2 separate regions of the Mus musculus genome follow, and region 2 is linked to region 1. Evidence: chromatin contacts called from public HiChIP or PLAC-seq data. All regions are on one chromosome and are shown on one strand. Each heading gives the region's core, a stretch centred on a gene start, on an enhancer-like site or on the middle of the called end of the contact. The rest is flanking DNA. Distances are from core to core; before and after follow the strand shown.

What was found. HiChIP or PLAC-seq counts read pairs in DNA pulled down with a chosen protein or histone mark.
Region 2: an H3K27ac HiChIP or PLAC-seq map of embryonic stem cells shows a contact between it and region 1, with 14 read pairs. The contact joins the enhancer-like site here to the promoter of Dido1 in region 1. A contact is called at or near these places in 2 of 39 promoter capture datasets (the C10 cell line and macrophages), 4 of 15 datasets of contacts at CTCF or cohesin (embryonic stem cells, large pre-B cells and pro-B cells), 25 of 484 Hi-C or Micro-C datasets (CD4 T cells, CD8 T cells, Th2 cells and 8 more), 23 of 115 datasets of contacts at active chromatin or transcription factors (the 230-238 cell line, CD8 T cells, the HPC-7 cell line and 11 more) and 3 of 9 other capture datasets (adipose tissue, liver and pancreatic islet).

Annotation. Positions count from the first base shown.
Region 1 is chr2:180,699,718-180,704,250 of GRCm38.p6, forward strand. It overlaps Dido1 (death inducer-obliterator 1), which reads right to left and starts at 2,385. Exons shown (of 16, transcript NM_175551.4): 1 at 2,244-2,385.
Region 2 is chr2:180,738,610-180,743,009 of GRCm38.p6, forward strand. It overlaps Slc17a9 (solute carrier family 17, member 9), which reads left to right. Exons shown (of 13, transcript NM_183161.3): 10 at 1,210-1,325; 11 at 1,917-1,972; 12 at 2,104-2,133; 13 at 2,674-3,669. The coding sequence ends at 2,837. Among named protein-coding and RNA genes, the nearest start is that of Gm30455, 14 kb to the left of the region's middle. Within about 2 kb of position 1,927, at least 30 of the 459 cell types and tissues checked have an H3K27ac peak or open chromatin away from gene starts, as enhancers often do. A contact at or near this core is called in CD8 T cells, the HPC-7 cell line, Th2 cells and 5 more, where this site is marked.

The sequences.
Region 1 (4,533 bases), core at 1,135-3,634:
CTTTCCTTCTCTAAGATTCGTAGGAGACAATACATGGGTCCGTGTCCCCCCCCCCCCCCCCCCCGTCCTTTGGTGGATGGGGGAGGGTAGGATAATGAAGTCCAACACTGAATTCTAGCAGGGCTTCCTGTATTGTCTATTGCAGCTCAGCTGAACTCTATTTTCAAGCCAGTCAGAGCAGCAACACCCAGTACTTCCTAGACATTAACACAAATTTAAACAAGCAACAAGAAGGCTACTTCAGACCCAAACATATGCTTTTAAATTACAATTTAACAAATCCTGACAGTGCCTACCAAGCTTCTCAGGGGAAGGCCGTCTGGATATAGCTCCTAATTCCTGCTCCTGTTCCAATAAACTGTACTTTCTATCCCTAACAGTCAGACAACACCTAGGAATAAACTGTATAAACACAAGCATAGAATTAATCATTTTTAAATGTGTCTGCCACCTGTGTGCAAGGTGCCCATAGTTGCCAGTAGGCATGGGATTTCCCAAAGCTGGAGTTAGACATGGTTGTCAGCCCTCAGGTGACACTTGAACCAAGCTCTGGTTCTATAGAAGAGAAACAGGGACACCTAACAGCTGAGCCATCTTTCCAACCTTCGGAATTATTCTTTTGTTTTGTTCTTTCGAGACAGGGTTTCTCTGTGTAGCCCTGGCTGTCCTGGAACTCACTCTGTAGACCAGGCTGGCCTCGAACTCAGAAATCCACCTGCCTCTGCCTCCCAAGTGCTGGGATTAAAGGCGTGTGCCACCACTGCCCGGCCAGAATTAGTCTTTAAAACTATGTAAATTGCCCACTCACATTCCCTTATAAAGGTCTCAAAATGACCACTAAGAAAATAAACTAAAGCCTTGTCAACATGTTCTGTCTCACAGGCGAGCCTGCACACTCAGAACAAATGAGCACAACTCAGACTTTGGGCTTTGACCTCCTCTTTCCAAAGAGCTCACTATCACTGGCTGCAAATCACACAACCTTTGTAACCGAATCAACACAAAACCTCAGAGACTACTGGGTTTCTATAAAGGACCCAGTCATCTAAGACTTAAAGGAGACTCCACTCAGCAACAATTTCTTAGTTGGGGCTTGAGCATAAGAAACAGATTCTACAACACGGATCACTATGTAAGGATCTAAGTGCAACATGAATCTTTGCTCTTCTGGGTTAAACCGAAGTCACCTAGTATCGAAGGGCAGATGTGTAACATGGTAAAACATGCTGTGCTGACAGAAGTGTACAGCCTGGCACAGACAGTACTCATATGCTGAAGAGAAATCATTACTTGAGGTGCTCAGCACTGACTGAATTAAGACTCTTTAGCCTATTAAGACAATACCTACCAGAAGAGGTACAGAGAGCTTTTCTGACAGTAGAAAACTTCTGCGAACGACAGAAGGCAGGAAGACATCCCACCTCGCCTTCAAGACCTACCTGAGCTCTCCTCAGGTCCCCTAGCACACGTTCTCAACAAGCTATTATGATGCTACACATGCACTGATTGGCAGGAGGAAAGTGCTGGTCATGAGTGCTGGCAGGGGTCATCAATTACACAATCTTTTTTGTGTGCTGTTTGTCATCCTTACACAACTGAGTTTGCCTGACAAGTGTAACAAGGAGCATCCTTTTGTGGAAAATCAAATATACACAACATTCCCAATCAAACCCAGGGCCTCTTACTCAAGAGTCACTGTTGAGATCAATCTACATTAACACACACCTGGCCACCAACACTGGCAAGAGGCAATGAGCGCCCAGACAACGCCCAGGCCCTACACAGGGCTGAGGCTGGATCTTCCCCGAAGTCCCCCATGAGATATCTGCTCGTACACCCGCAAATTCGCGCCCAGGCCCAGTCACGTCCTACCACGAATGCCCTACCGCAAGTGTCGAGAACCTGCGGCCTCGGGAGGCTGGGCCCCTAACTCCGACTCAGAATCAAGGGCTCCACAGCCTCCCAGACCCAGACCATCTTGGACTACACAAGACAACCGGTGATTTCGGCAGAAACCAGACGCAGACCGCCCGCCCGGCCGGCCGGCCTCGCGCGCTCCACCGCGATCCCTCAGCCCGGGGCCGGAAAGGGCCCCGCGGGCCGCGACGCCATTTTCTCGGCGCCATCGGCGCCGCTCGCTGGAACTAGGCTGCCGGCATGGCGCCGCTCCACCTTGTCCGGAGTCCAAGTGCCGTTCGGGTCCACACGGCTTCCGCCCTCCTTCACAGTACAGAGTCACTTACCCCGGCCGCCGGGATCCCGCAGCCATTTCCAGAGCTACCACGGATATAGAGCAGAGACCAGCGAGACTACCGTCCTAGAGTGGTAGGCCGCGCGGCAAGCGGAAGAAATCGACCGGCCACCGAGCTACGGCGAGGCTAGAGCGGCTGTGCCGCCCTTCTTGCACGCATGCGCCACCCGGGTTCCCCGGAGCGCCAGCCTGGTTGGCCGGGCACGCTTGACAGATTCCCGCGTCCCGAACTAAGGGGCTAAGCTGGGAGCCAATGCCACTAAAAGGTTCCTCCAGCTATCCTTGAACAGCACCCGGCCCAGCATTCCAAAAGCTTAAACTCTGTGTCTGCAGGGACTGGTGCTTCGGAACAAACCAGCACCGGATTCCGGTGGGAAGGAGCCAGGAAAACCTCAAAGCCCTGCAGCTCTCGCCTATGGCAGGGCGTGTGCAGAGCGGGGAGGGGCGCCAGCCCTACAGGGACTCACTCCCTCATACTATCCTTTACTCCTTGCCCCGTCCATTTCTTCCTAAAAATGGACCAGGAGCCAAAGTCCAGGCATTCGTGCCTACAAGGGCCCCACCCCCAGTCCCCTCACGAAGGCATTTAAGAATTTCCCCCCCTAGCGCTAACTACAGTGATATTCCTTCACTGTCCCCCATATTACTTAAGGAAACCAGAAAGAGGTCGCAACGTGAACACTAGCCACATTGCTCTGAGGGCAGTTAATGCCGGGATAGACGCTCAGCTTTGCCCCATACAACCAGCTTCTTATTTATGTAAGCACACAGACACAACGCTAGGAAGCCATTCTTCTGGACTCTAACTTCGGCTTCCTGTAACAAACATGTGCTCCGGTCTAGTAAGGCCTCTCTCACATTGTAGAGGCCTCCAATGCTCCATTCAGAAGCCCAGGTCTTGAGTAGTTTTCTTTCTAACATTTCCCAAGATTACATGACAGCTCATGGGGCTTCCTTCAGTACAGTAGAAGGCTGCTTCTGCTTCCCTTGGTGAGATCCTTCAATACCACCTTTCAGATTCTAGTCAAGGAGGAGCCTACCCTGATTACTCAACTCTGCCCTTGAAATAAGTTCCCAGCATCCACAAGCGGCCAAACAACTCCAGTTCTGGGGATCCAGTGCCCTCCTCAGGCATCAGGCACCCACTGCATGTACACATACATAAAAGCAGACCATTCATACACATTAAATAAACATTTTTAAATATAAAAAACTAAAACCCAACATTTAACTTACAGTTCATTTTATTATGTGCAGTGCTGGAGATGGAACCCAGAGCCACCCTAGGGCCATGCTAGGCATGGAGTAATCTGTAACAGCTAACTTTAGATAAAATGCGTTTACTTGCACAGCACTGAAGAATCCGATAACAAATCACCAGCTGCTTTGCACGGAGGGCAATAGAGTAAAGCACCAGTCTTCGATTTCACTTTAAAAACAGCAGGGTCCAATTTGCAGCAGATCTTTATCTGGCAGTGCTACATCCATACACAGCTGAGACCCAACACCAACCATCACAATACCGAGAGCACAAGGTACTGGCAGCACAGAAAAAAGCCCAAAAAACCCCCAGCAATTTACAGACTTTGTAACCAGGTGTAGTGACCTCTGTATTACAAGCACTGAGGATGCTGAGGCAGGAAGATTTTGAGTTCCAGGACAGCTTTGGCTACAGAGTGAAATACTTAGAACAAAACAAAACAAAACAAAAACAAATAAAAACCAATCAAGACAGCCAGGGAAACACTGTGAGAAGTCTCAAAGGAAAAATAAAAAATAAAGAGTGCACATGTGTCACAAACTGATGAGTCGACAGAAGAACAGAATCTGTGCCAACCTGCCTATAGAAAGAGAGAGGTTGGGGCTAGAGAGATGGCTCAGCAGTTAAGAGAATTGGCTGCTCTTCCAGAGGTCCTGAGTTCAATTCCCAGCAACCACAACAATCTGTAATGGGATCTGATGACTTCTTCTGGTGTTCACGGAGATTTAGAAAAAAGTCAATGACCTTTCTTTTTTTCCCAGTTTATTTCTGCCTGCATGTATGAATGTGCACCATGTGTTATGCCTAGGACCCCACTTAAGTCAGAAGAGTGTCAGATCCCCTGGAATCGGAGTTGTGAGATTGTGAGCCACCTTGTGGAAGCTGATAATTGAACTTGAGTCTTCTACAACAAGGGCTCTTACCAGTGTGATACCCCTACAACCAAGATATGGTGATTTATAGGAAAAGGGGAAGTGATACAAAAATTACCTCCTTCCAACAGAGAAAACTATTTGAGTAA
Region 2 (4,400 bases), core at 677-3,176, 38 kb after region 1:
TGGGCAGGCGGGCATACAGGAATGACCTTGGAGTAGTAGCTGAAACCTTACATCTTGAGACACAACCACAAAGCAGATAAAGAAACAATGGGGATGGTGTGGTCTTTTGAAACTTCAAAGCCTACTCCCACTGATACACTTCCTCCAACAAGGCCACACCTCCTAACCCTTCCCAAACAGCCCCACCAACTGGAAACCAAATATTCAAACATGAACTTATGGGGACTATTCTTTTTATTTTTTTATTTTTAAGATTTATTGGGCTGGTGATGTGGCTCAGTGGGTAAGAGCACCCGATTGCTCTTCCGAAGGTTCAGAGTTCAAATCCCAGCAACCACATGGTGGCTCACAACCATCTGTAACGAGATCTGATACCCTCTTCTGGTGTGTCTGAAGACAGCTACAGTGTACTTACATGTAATAAATAAATCTTTTAAAAAATTACTTATTATTATACATAAGTACACTGTAACTGACTTAAGACACACCAGAAGAGGGTGTCAGATCTCATTATGGCTGGTTGTGAGCCACTATGTGGTTGCTGGGATTTGAACTCAAGACCTTCAGTAGAGCAGTCTGTGCTCATAGCCACTGAGTCATCTCGCCAGCCGTTTTTATTTTTTTTAAAGGTATGAAGATTGGCACAAGAATGACTTTTTTTTTAAAAGGACCTTTGAAAGAGTAGTCAGTGCTCTTAACCACTAAGCCATCTCTCCAGCCCTGACTATTCTTATTCAAACCACCACATCCCTCTATGGACATCCCTTCTTTGTTCTGACCTCCTGAGACCTGAGGGTTGTGTACTTTAGTCCCCTGATTTCTAGAACCAGGCTGATATAAAAGATACGGGTTGGGAAAACTACAGCCAGGTCTCATGGCCCCAGAACCAGTACCTGCTCCTAGGGTTGGCAGAGTCAGCTCAGATCAGAGGTCAATCTATAGCAATAGGACCCAGGAAGGGGCTGTTGTGGGTGGCCATTGGAAGATGCTCTGGGGCCAGTATTGGCTGACCTGAGAACTTTCTCCGAGTTCTGAAGATGCTCTCTGCTCTTCTCTGTGCCAGAACAGGCAGGGCAAAGAAGCCCTAGCCCGAGAAGGGCTTTTAGGTAGAACCAATCTGATCTTACTCAGAACACTGGGGGGTCCAAGTCAGGGTGAGTCATATGGGCCAGCATGGTCCCTTGGCCCCTTACCAGCCCTGTCCTGCAGGTCATGGGCCTTGGTCTGTCAAGCATTTTTGCCCTGTGTCTGGGTCATACCACAAGCTTCCTCAAGGCTATGATCTTTGCATCAGCTTCCATTGGCTTCCAGACCTTCAACCACAGGTAAGAGGCCATGAGCTCATCCCACAGGGGTGCTAGCTTTTAGTACATTCTCGTTCAGGGAAAGCGCCCCATGATCTGTCACAGTGAGCAGATCTGGGTACCCAGCAAGGGTCATTCAGGAAAACAAGGAGACCCCTCCCCCCAACACTGGGAGGAGTGCCGGGAGGAAGAATGAACATATGCACCGGGCTTAATGTCTCTCTGTGGTCTTAATGTCCCTCCGTGGTCCGTTCCTTTCTTTCTGCACCTTTTCTCTCATCTTGAGCAATAGCAACCTCAAGTGAGCATCTTGTGGGGTGCATTAGGAGCCCACTTCAAAGCTCTTCCAAGTTAACAAAGGGGAAACCCTACTGCGTGCCTTTCTGGCCTCGCACACATTCTCAGGAGCAGCTTCTAGTGTTGTGTCAGTAAGAAGACGGGGAGTATAAGGTGCCAGCAGGCCCAGCAGCACCTAGGTGATAGGGGCAGGGGCTGGCTTGGGTGTCTTCTGGTGACTTGTAACCATCTCTTATGCTCCAGTAGCCCCTACAGGCCAAGTAGAGATAGCCAGGCCTGTGGCCACTCACCTGCCTTCCTTCCTGTTTCTCACAGTGGTATTTCAGTCAACATTCAGGACCTGGCCCCATCCTGTGCTGGCTTCCTGTTTGGTGAGACACTGGTTTATCCCTGCTTTATCCCCTGCCTTTGACAATGGGTTATCCCTGGGGTGGGGCGGGGCACTGTCGGGGCAACAATGGGTCTCCTCCTGATGTCTCTCCTCCCACTTTCCTGTTTACAGGTGTAGCCAACACTGCAGGGGCCTTAGCAGGTAAGGGCTGGCTCCAAGCCTGGCTTAGAGGCTCTCTTGTCCTTTGGTTTAGGTTGACTAGTAAGTGAGTTTAGCGTATAGCCTAGATGGGGGTCATCTCATCTCACTCACCCCCTGCTGCTGAATGGGGTCTCAAAGTCAAGGGAGGGCACAAGGGCCAAGATGGCCCAGGGTGATCTCAGATATGCCAGCTGAGGTGGCACTTGACCTGGTTGATGGTGGGGGACTCACAAGCCGTTCTCCCATGACTGACTCCATGTGACAGTCCTGTAGTTTAGAGTACCATCTGGTCCCTCCACTGAGTACCTTGTTCTTTGTTTCCCTTGGGTGGGACATGGAGTGGAGACACCATCAATATGTGATTTGGAGTGACCCCTGAGGACTCTGTCTCCTAAGACCCCCTGAGTCTGAGTCTCCTGTGGCGCATAGCTCATAGTTCATATTTTATCCCTGGGTCTGCCCTGCTCTGCCCCTGAGCTCACTGATGTGAGGGGGCCAGCTTCCCCGGACCATCAGTCAGTCCCTGCCTCTCTTGTCCAGGTGTGGTAGGCGTGTGTCTGAGTGGCTACCTGATCGAGACCACTGGTTCCTGGACCTGTGTGTTCCACCTGGTAGCCATCATCAGCAACCTGGGGCTGGGCACCTTCCTGGTGTTCGGGAAGGCGCAGAGGGTGGACCTGGTCCCCACTCATGAGGACCTCTAACTCCCTGACGATCCAGTCACCCAGGACCTGATGTCAGCAGCCTGAGGATAACAACCCTGTCAGTGAAACGGAATCTCCACCCCAGACGTATGAGCATACAGCAAGACCACAGTTTCCTGGGGAGGCCTGAGTACACACAGGCCTGTGTCAGGAGGAGGGTCATGGCTCCAAATCCGCTTGCCAGTCCCGCCCTCTCTCAGGTTCAGTGGGACTGCCACTGTTAAGGAAGCCACGTTGCTGATGGGAGGTCTCACCGGCCACAGTGAGGGTTGTTTCCTGACAAGACTTTTGTGTTAAGGATGTGTTGTGTGCTGGTAGATGTTCAGGAGTGGCTCTGACCCCCAACCTACTCTGGGCACCTTCCTACCCCCATCTCTCCAGCAACAATAACCTAAGATGTCTATAGACATTAGACCATGTCTCCATAAGACAGGCCCACTAGAAACACCGTTCAGAACCATAGAGAAGCCATGGTTTCTGCTTCTCTCCAGGAGTCAGGCTTGCCACTCCAGCTGGGCCGGTGTGCAGTGGGCCAGGGTCCTCACCTGCCTTGCAGACCCTGGTTCCCGCCCTGTGGATCTCTCAGCACTACTGATGTGTCCTGGGTTGGCAGGTGCCTGGCAGTCCAGACATCACAGACCCCAGAACAAGGTGAAACCCCCCCCCCCCATTTCTGGCCTTGTTTTTCTACCTCCCGCACTTATTTCTTGTAGAGCTTGTGGTTTCATGAGCTGATAATGAATTCTCCAAGATGCCTATTAGATTTTCTTTATAGATGTGGTGAGTCTTGCCAGAGCCTTATTTAAGTGAAAACTATTAAACTATTTAAAGTAAGATTGTTGTTTTATTCAATACCTTTTGTTATGTGAGCTTTTCCTAAGGAAGACAAACAAAAATCTATTCACTCCTATTTAGATCATCTATGACACACCAGAAAATGGTTCCACATAGCCAGGCACAGTGGCACACATCATTAATCCTAACAACACTTGGGAGGCAGAGGCAGGTGAATCTCTATGGGTTTGAGATCAGCCTGGTTTACACAGTTTCAGGACTGCCAGGGCTATGTAGAGAGACCCCATCTCAAACAAAACCAACCAACCAAACACCCAAGCAAGCAAACAAAACTGGTTCCACCCAAGTTTAATTTGATGAACCAATGGGTTTGGTTTTGGTTTGTTTTGTTTTTGTTTTTGTTTTTGTTTTGAGACAGGACCTTACTGTATAATAGCCCTCACTGTTTTGGGAACTCATTATGTAGGCCAGGATGGTGTTAAACTCATGGAGATCCTCCTGCCTCTGCCTCTCACATGCTGAGGGTTAAAGGCGTGAGCCACCACTGCACAGGTTACCAGTGAGTTTAATTGGAGTTATTTACAGGAACATGGGCAACTTACAGGTGGCTATACCACACAGGAAAAGTCTTCATTCCGAAATCATTGGTGAGGAGGGGGGTTTGCATGGCTAAACTGCCTCATGACTTCTGCTCTGTGAGGAGTGCTAATGTACTCAGTCCTGTGAGGGGCTCGCGCCAGACATCATTTCAGAATGGCCATGCCATGC